Regions from separate parts of the Zea mays genome. Here region 2 is linked to region 1. Evidence: chromatin contacts called from public Hi-C data. All regions are on one chromosome and are shown on one strand. The core of a region is the stretch at or near the end of the contact, and the rest is flanking DNA. Distances in the headings are between cores, read along the strand shown. Region 1 holds the start of LOC100280490 (nucleic acid binding protein). Region 2 holds the start of LOC100283325 (60S ribosomal protein L9-like).

The links. A called contact is a pair of places that touch in the nucleus more often than the background predicts.
Region 2: a Hi-C map of tassel shows a contact between it and region 1, with 5 times the contacts expected there. The contact joins the promoter of LOC100283325 here to the promoter of LOC100280490 in region 1. A contact is called at or near these places in 8 of 25 Hi-C or Micro-C datasets (ear, endosperm, leaf and 4 more) and 1 of 3 datasets of contacts at active chromatin or transcription factors (leaf).

The regions. Positions count from the first base shown.
Region 1 is chr4:249,265,080-249,267,850 of Zm-B73-REFERENCE-NAM-5.0, forward strand. It overlaps LOC100280490 (nucleic acid binding protein), which reads right to left and starts at 1,449. Exons shown (of 8, transcript NM_001153410.1): 1 at 1,291-1,449; 2 at 1,110-1,193; 3 at 949-1,029; 4 at 255-394; 5 at 25-106. The coding sequence starts at 1,352. LOC100277822 reads right to left here. Exons shown (of 9, transcript NM_001151291.1): 9 at 1,890-2,279. The coding sequence ends at 2,190.
Region 2 is chr4:249,420,054-249,423,164 of Zm-B73-REFERENCE-NAM-5.0, forward strand. It overlaps LOC100283325 (60S ribosomal protein L9-like), which reads left to right and starts at 1,442. Exons shown (of 3, transcript NM_001374369.1): 1 at 1,442-1,946; 2 at 2,949-3,071. The coding sequence starts at 1,584.

The DNA.
Region 1 (2,771 bases), core at 199-2,698:
AAAGCCAATGTCAGGAATACAAACCTCTTATTAGAGTTCATTTGGTGGTGATTCCCACTAGATGATCCCTGAGCTGGAGATGATCCTTCAGGTCTGCCAGCAGATGCTGGAAATGGAAGAAAATTTCTCAAACGAAGGTACCAGTGTAAATAAATTAGCAATGCTCACAGTAGTTATGTCATTATGTGTTGCTGTCAAATCAAAATACTACCCCTACAAAGCTGTAGAGACCAAAAAGTAAAGTGTAGGCACACATTTTATTCGGCCAAGGACTTCTTTTCTCCTAACTTCCAGTTTCTCCTTGGTATCTTGAGGGCTCTCAAATTGAGGGGCATAGGTCACCTGCAGGCGGTTGCCAAGAAACACAGACTCGTCAAGCTTCCTCTTTGCAAACCTGCAGCATGAGCACCAATTTTGCATTTCAAATGGAGGCCGCTGATTCTGGACTTTTACCGCGAGAAAAGATGGCAATACTTGTGCAGCGGGTAAGCTCGAGCTTCAATGGTAGCAGTTGGACCGCAAGATGTAAAATGAATCAACATTTAGTGGATCAAATTGTATGATGGCCGACTGAATCCATGGATTTTATGGCCCAATTGATTTTTGTGGTTCAATAAAAGCCCAAGTATTATGTTCTCTTGATTGAAGCCTGATAGCAATAAGCATAAACTAAACATTGTCCAAAGTTGAAGAAAGATGAAGCCTAAGTATTATGGAGAAGCAGGCTACAACAGGTTATATCATCCAGCCATTCTTGTGAACTGCAGCAGTTAGGGTTGGTAGGCCACAGAAAACACGGGGCGATTTCATTGCCCTGTGATGTTATTACAGTCCAAGAAAATCTGAACTAGACTAGACTGCTATATCAGCAGTTCAGCACACCGTCCACAACACGTGAGTGGAAAATGCCATTGGATGGAGGCGGTGGTATGAAACGAATCGCCTCACCTGGCGTTGTTGACCTGTGAGAACTTGACGAAGAAGACGTCAGTGTAGGGCTCAGAGTCCTCTGCATCCATGGGCGTGCACCTGACACCCCCCAGGGTGGGTAATCGATCAACTAAGCAAATACGGATACAGAATACAGGTGGAGAAGAGGTGAGACTGACTCCTCCACGGGGCCGTACGTCCCGAAGAGACTGGCGAGGTCGTCACCGCATCCGAGTGACGGCACGTTGCGCACGATCAGGTACCTGCAAGCAGGAGCACAAGCAAGCACCAACCATGAGCTAGGGCAAGCCAGGTCAGGAGAGGAACACCGACACCACCGTATCCCTCAAATTCTGGTACCTGGACTCGTCGCAGACGGTGTAGACGCGCACGGCGGCTGGCTCGTCGCGGTCGCGGGGCATCACGAGTTCTCGACCGGCGCCGCGCAGAGGGTGCGGACGCGTGGAGCGGGACGGCGGTGGCGGTGGCGGTGGGCCTCGGCTGGGCCTTTGCGGAAAGGAGGTGTCGTCCAGCGGACACGACGAAAGTCGAAAAAAAAAACAAAGTTTTTAAGGGTCTGTTCGATTCGATGTTTAAGTTGCACATTTCGTCACGTATAAGATTAGACAGATTTAGATTTTGTTCGTTTATATCGAATTACACTCGGAAAGAAATATTCTAGCTGATCAAACTTCATATAATTAGTGAAACAATTATAGGGCTTTAGCCGGTTTAGACTTTGGACGTTTGGTTTGTAGCTATAGTTATAACAAGATTTAGTTTGTAGTCATAGTTATGGTAAGATTTGACCCTATTCGTCAACGATCTGTAAAAATATGACAAGATTCAGTCATACATGTCAAAATGCGGTGAAAAATTCAAGCGCCTAAGACAAGAATGATAAAAAAAATGACAACTAAATGAGTGAAAGTTATAAAATGCAAGGTCAGCATCTCGCATGATTTCAACCAAAAATTTCATTCCACTTTTACGATTCCCAGGCATACGGCAGCTGACGGCGGTGAACATGTCAATAAGCCAACAAAAAAAAACCATAGCAAAATGTCATCTGTTACTCAGGTTTCAAAGATGTTGCTTTTGCGACATTAGAAATCTGCACGGGTCACAACTTATTCTCTTTTCCTTTTCTCGAAACCAAGTGGGCAGTATAGCGTTCACCCTACACATCGAACATGTCTTCCTTCACAAAAATCTGATACAATACAATGGACCCTCAGAACAACTGGCTGGAGTGGCAGTCAGATGGGGACACCGTAGTTCACAATCTTCGTGAGGGCGGCGTTGAGCACTCGCTTCTCCTTCTTAACCTGAGAAGCTAGGCCAGACATCTGCAACACATGAAAAGACCATCTCTGGTGTGAGTTTAGATCACACAAGACACCTTAGCTTCAAAAATACTAATATTCAGAGGACGCTGCGTCAATGGTCATCCACTCATCCATAACTAGGATAATGCTACGAGCGTATAGCACAGTTTTTCACTTAATCACTCTCTACATGAGATGTAATAAGCGCTCAGGAAGAGTCAGTAAAATATGAACTGCTATGGCAAGTGTGTATTTCTGAAAAGAGGCTCAACTGCAACAACTAGCAGCTCATGTTGGTTATGATAAGAAAGAAATCACTACGAAACTAAATGTAATTCTCTATATAAGAGCTTCTGAGCGATCCAACAGCATTATGCATCCCATATTCCCATATATAAAAGGGTCAGTTGGAAACATGCCACTCAAAATTTTGAATGGCATCAAAATGAACTAGCCATCCAATTTTGTAAAAGATGAGTGGCATGTCTACAATTAATCCTATATACAAATGGT
Region 2 (3,111 bases), core at 192-2,691, 150 kb after region 1:
CTTTAGTAATCTCAATTCCATTGAGTTACTGCCACACCAGAGCCCAGCTCAAGAATCCATATGTGCTGACCATGGCTCTTGTATTTGGTTATGGTTAGTCTTTGACTAACTCCTCACATACTTTGTTTGCTTTGTCTTCTTTGTTGTATATTTTAGAGGAGCAAGTTGACATGTTTGGTGACATCGAGCTCACGTTTGTCATCAACCAATTCATGTGGCTTCACAACATCACCAAGAACCACTCACTTGGTGAATATGAGGGTTGCTTTAACTATGGAGACCCTGACCACTTTGTCCCTAACTAATCTAAAATGAAGGACAAACATGAATCTAGCAAGCACAAGGGCAAGCGCAAGTATACCTTCAGCAAGCATAAGTCCAGAGGAGGTTCTACAAGGAGGCACTCAAGAAGAAGTATATGTGGTGTTAGGACCTTAGAGGAACATATCTACGAACTCGTTTTGGCAGATTTAAAAGATTTCGAACAAAGTTTAGAAAATCTCGATCCCCAAAGGCACATTAATATTTTTTAAGTTGTTTTTGGGTATAGTTTCTAAAGCAATTGATACATTTCCATGTACTAAAGCCATTCTTTTGATTTCAACTGCACTAAATTTAATAAAAGTATTCGCACCGGATTAGTTGTATTTGGACTCATCACATGTTTGATTAGAACCAATCTTTTTCCATGACCCTCTCCTTCATGATACTTACTCTTGTCACCATTACATGTCTCTACTCCTTTAAAGCACGAGTTTTGTGCGTCGTGCATCACACGCGAAGCGCGTAGACCTGGTTTCCCTCACATCTCGCCTAACAACTAGATAAGATAAACCCTACCTTTTCATACGCAACGAACCATACACCACCATGAGCGCTTCCTCCTGCTCCTAGCTTCGTATATTAACCTCCAACCTCCCATCACTTTTCCGTTTCCGCCTTCGTCATCTAGATTCTTTTGTACCACCATAAAGGACATGAGCAGGCTGCTAGCCTTCGACTCGCCATCCGCCGCAGCTCCTCTCCCGCGGTGCCACCTTTACCTTTCCGTGTCGGTAAGTGTCTCAAACCGCTGCTATGACTCCGCTGCCATACGCCTCTGTAGGCAGTAGGGCAAGAACAGACGAGAGAGAAGAGGAGACGCCGCCGCCGACGATGCGTGGCTGAACAGCCGAAAGAGAGGAGACACTCTGGATTCCAAGTTTAGTTTTTTTATTGGTTGTTGGTATAAAAATTAAGAGATATTAAGGTTAATAATAATATATTTATGACTCGTTTTTATATATTTTATCGAATATCTGTGTATTGTTGCAATGCGTATCATACTAGATTAGTTAGGAGTATCACTTAACATGCTTGGTGCTAAGTGTAACAACGGGCCTGTAACAGTGGCCCACTTAAAGCAAGAGTAGCCCAGCTCAGGACTACTCCTCTCCTCTCAACCTACCCTAACCGCCGCCGCCGCCCGCCGTCCTTTCCTGTATAATAAAACCTCAAATCGTCTCTCTCCCGTCCTCCCCTCCACCGCCGCAGCCGCCGCCGTACCTCCTCCTCCCGCGCAGTAGCCACCGCCACCGCCGGAAATGAAGACCATCCTGGCCACGGAGACGATGGACATCCCCGAGGGGGTCACGGTCACGGTGGCGGCCAAGCTGGTGACGGTGGAGGGGCCGCGCGGTAAGCTCACCCGCAACTTCAAGCACCTCAACCTCGACTTCCAGCTGCAGGACGGCGGTCGCAAGCTCAAGGTCGACGCCTGGTTTGGCACCCGCCGAACCATGGCCGCCATCCGCACCGCCATCTCCCACGTCCAGAACCTCATCGCAGGCGTCACCAAGGGTTTCCGCTACAAGATGCGGTTCGTCTACGCTCACTTTCCCATCAACGCCTCCATCACCAACGCCAACTCCGCCATTGAGATCAGAAACTTCCTCGGGGAGAAGAAGGTACATGGTCACATGGATTAATTACTTTTTGTTATTAGAAGGCTGTAATGTATTTTCTTGTCGTGCCTACTTTCATTTCGTATGTATGTAGAGCTCCGAACTGGGAACGGTTTAGGTTTTCAATGCTAATTATACATGCTGATACCAAAACCCTTCAGCGTCTAGGGGAGCACACTACTCGTTCACTAGGGGAGCACACTACTCGTTCACTTGCGATGAATAATTGAATATGCTATCACAAATCACAATCATTGCTGTTGTTGTGCTATCTAGCTGCATTGTATTACATGATGGTTGATAGAGTCCCTCTCGCACAAACACAACCCATGCCCATTTGCATGGGCAGACCTAGTTTGCATTCTGTAGGTACTAGCATAATTATTAAAGCGGTAAGGCTAGGTAAGGCGACAGATCCCCCTTTTAACTTTTAAGCGGTAAAGTGTAAGGCGAGGCCAGTCTCCATTTCCCAGCCACCAGCTTCTCTCTCTCTCTCTCCATTTCCCAGCCGACTCCCTCTCCCAGCCACCAGAGTCTCTTTCTCTCTCTCCGCTCTCTCCCTCTGCTCGCTTCTCCACTTCTCCCCCTGTGCCGGCGCCGCCGCGCCGCTAGAGCAGTCGTGCCGCAGCGCCACTGGAGCAGTCACACCAGAGCCATCGCGCCGCTGCAGCTGCCGCCGTGCCGTCTCGCCGCTGGAGCAGATGCACAGGAGCTGTCGCGCAACCGGCAGCCTCTCCCCCCACTCGCCTTAGGTGCGGAGTAAGGCGATCAGGATGCCTTACGTCGCCGGGGCGCCTTACCGCCTAGGCGACGCCTTGACAGCTATGGGTACTAGTGTACTCCGGGACCAACTCCAGAGTTTAATCTACGTTGTACTATGGCACCCCGTGTTTATGCGATGTTCTACATTTCCATGTGGTTTCACCTAGTGGCACTCTTGTCCTGTATGTGGTCGACAACTTTGATATCAATGTGGGAACATCCTGATTTCCTTTACCTCCACAGGTCAGGAAGGTTGATATGCTTGAAGGTGTGACCATCTTGCGTTCAGAGAAGGTCAAGGATGAGCTTGTTCTTGAAGGCAATGATGTTGAGCTTGTCTCTCGCTCCGCTGCTCTCATAAACCAGGTTAGAGTCCTTACATCTCTGTTTCTTATCTGCACCGTAC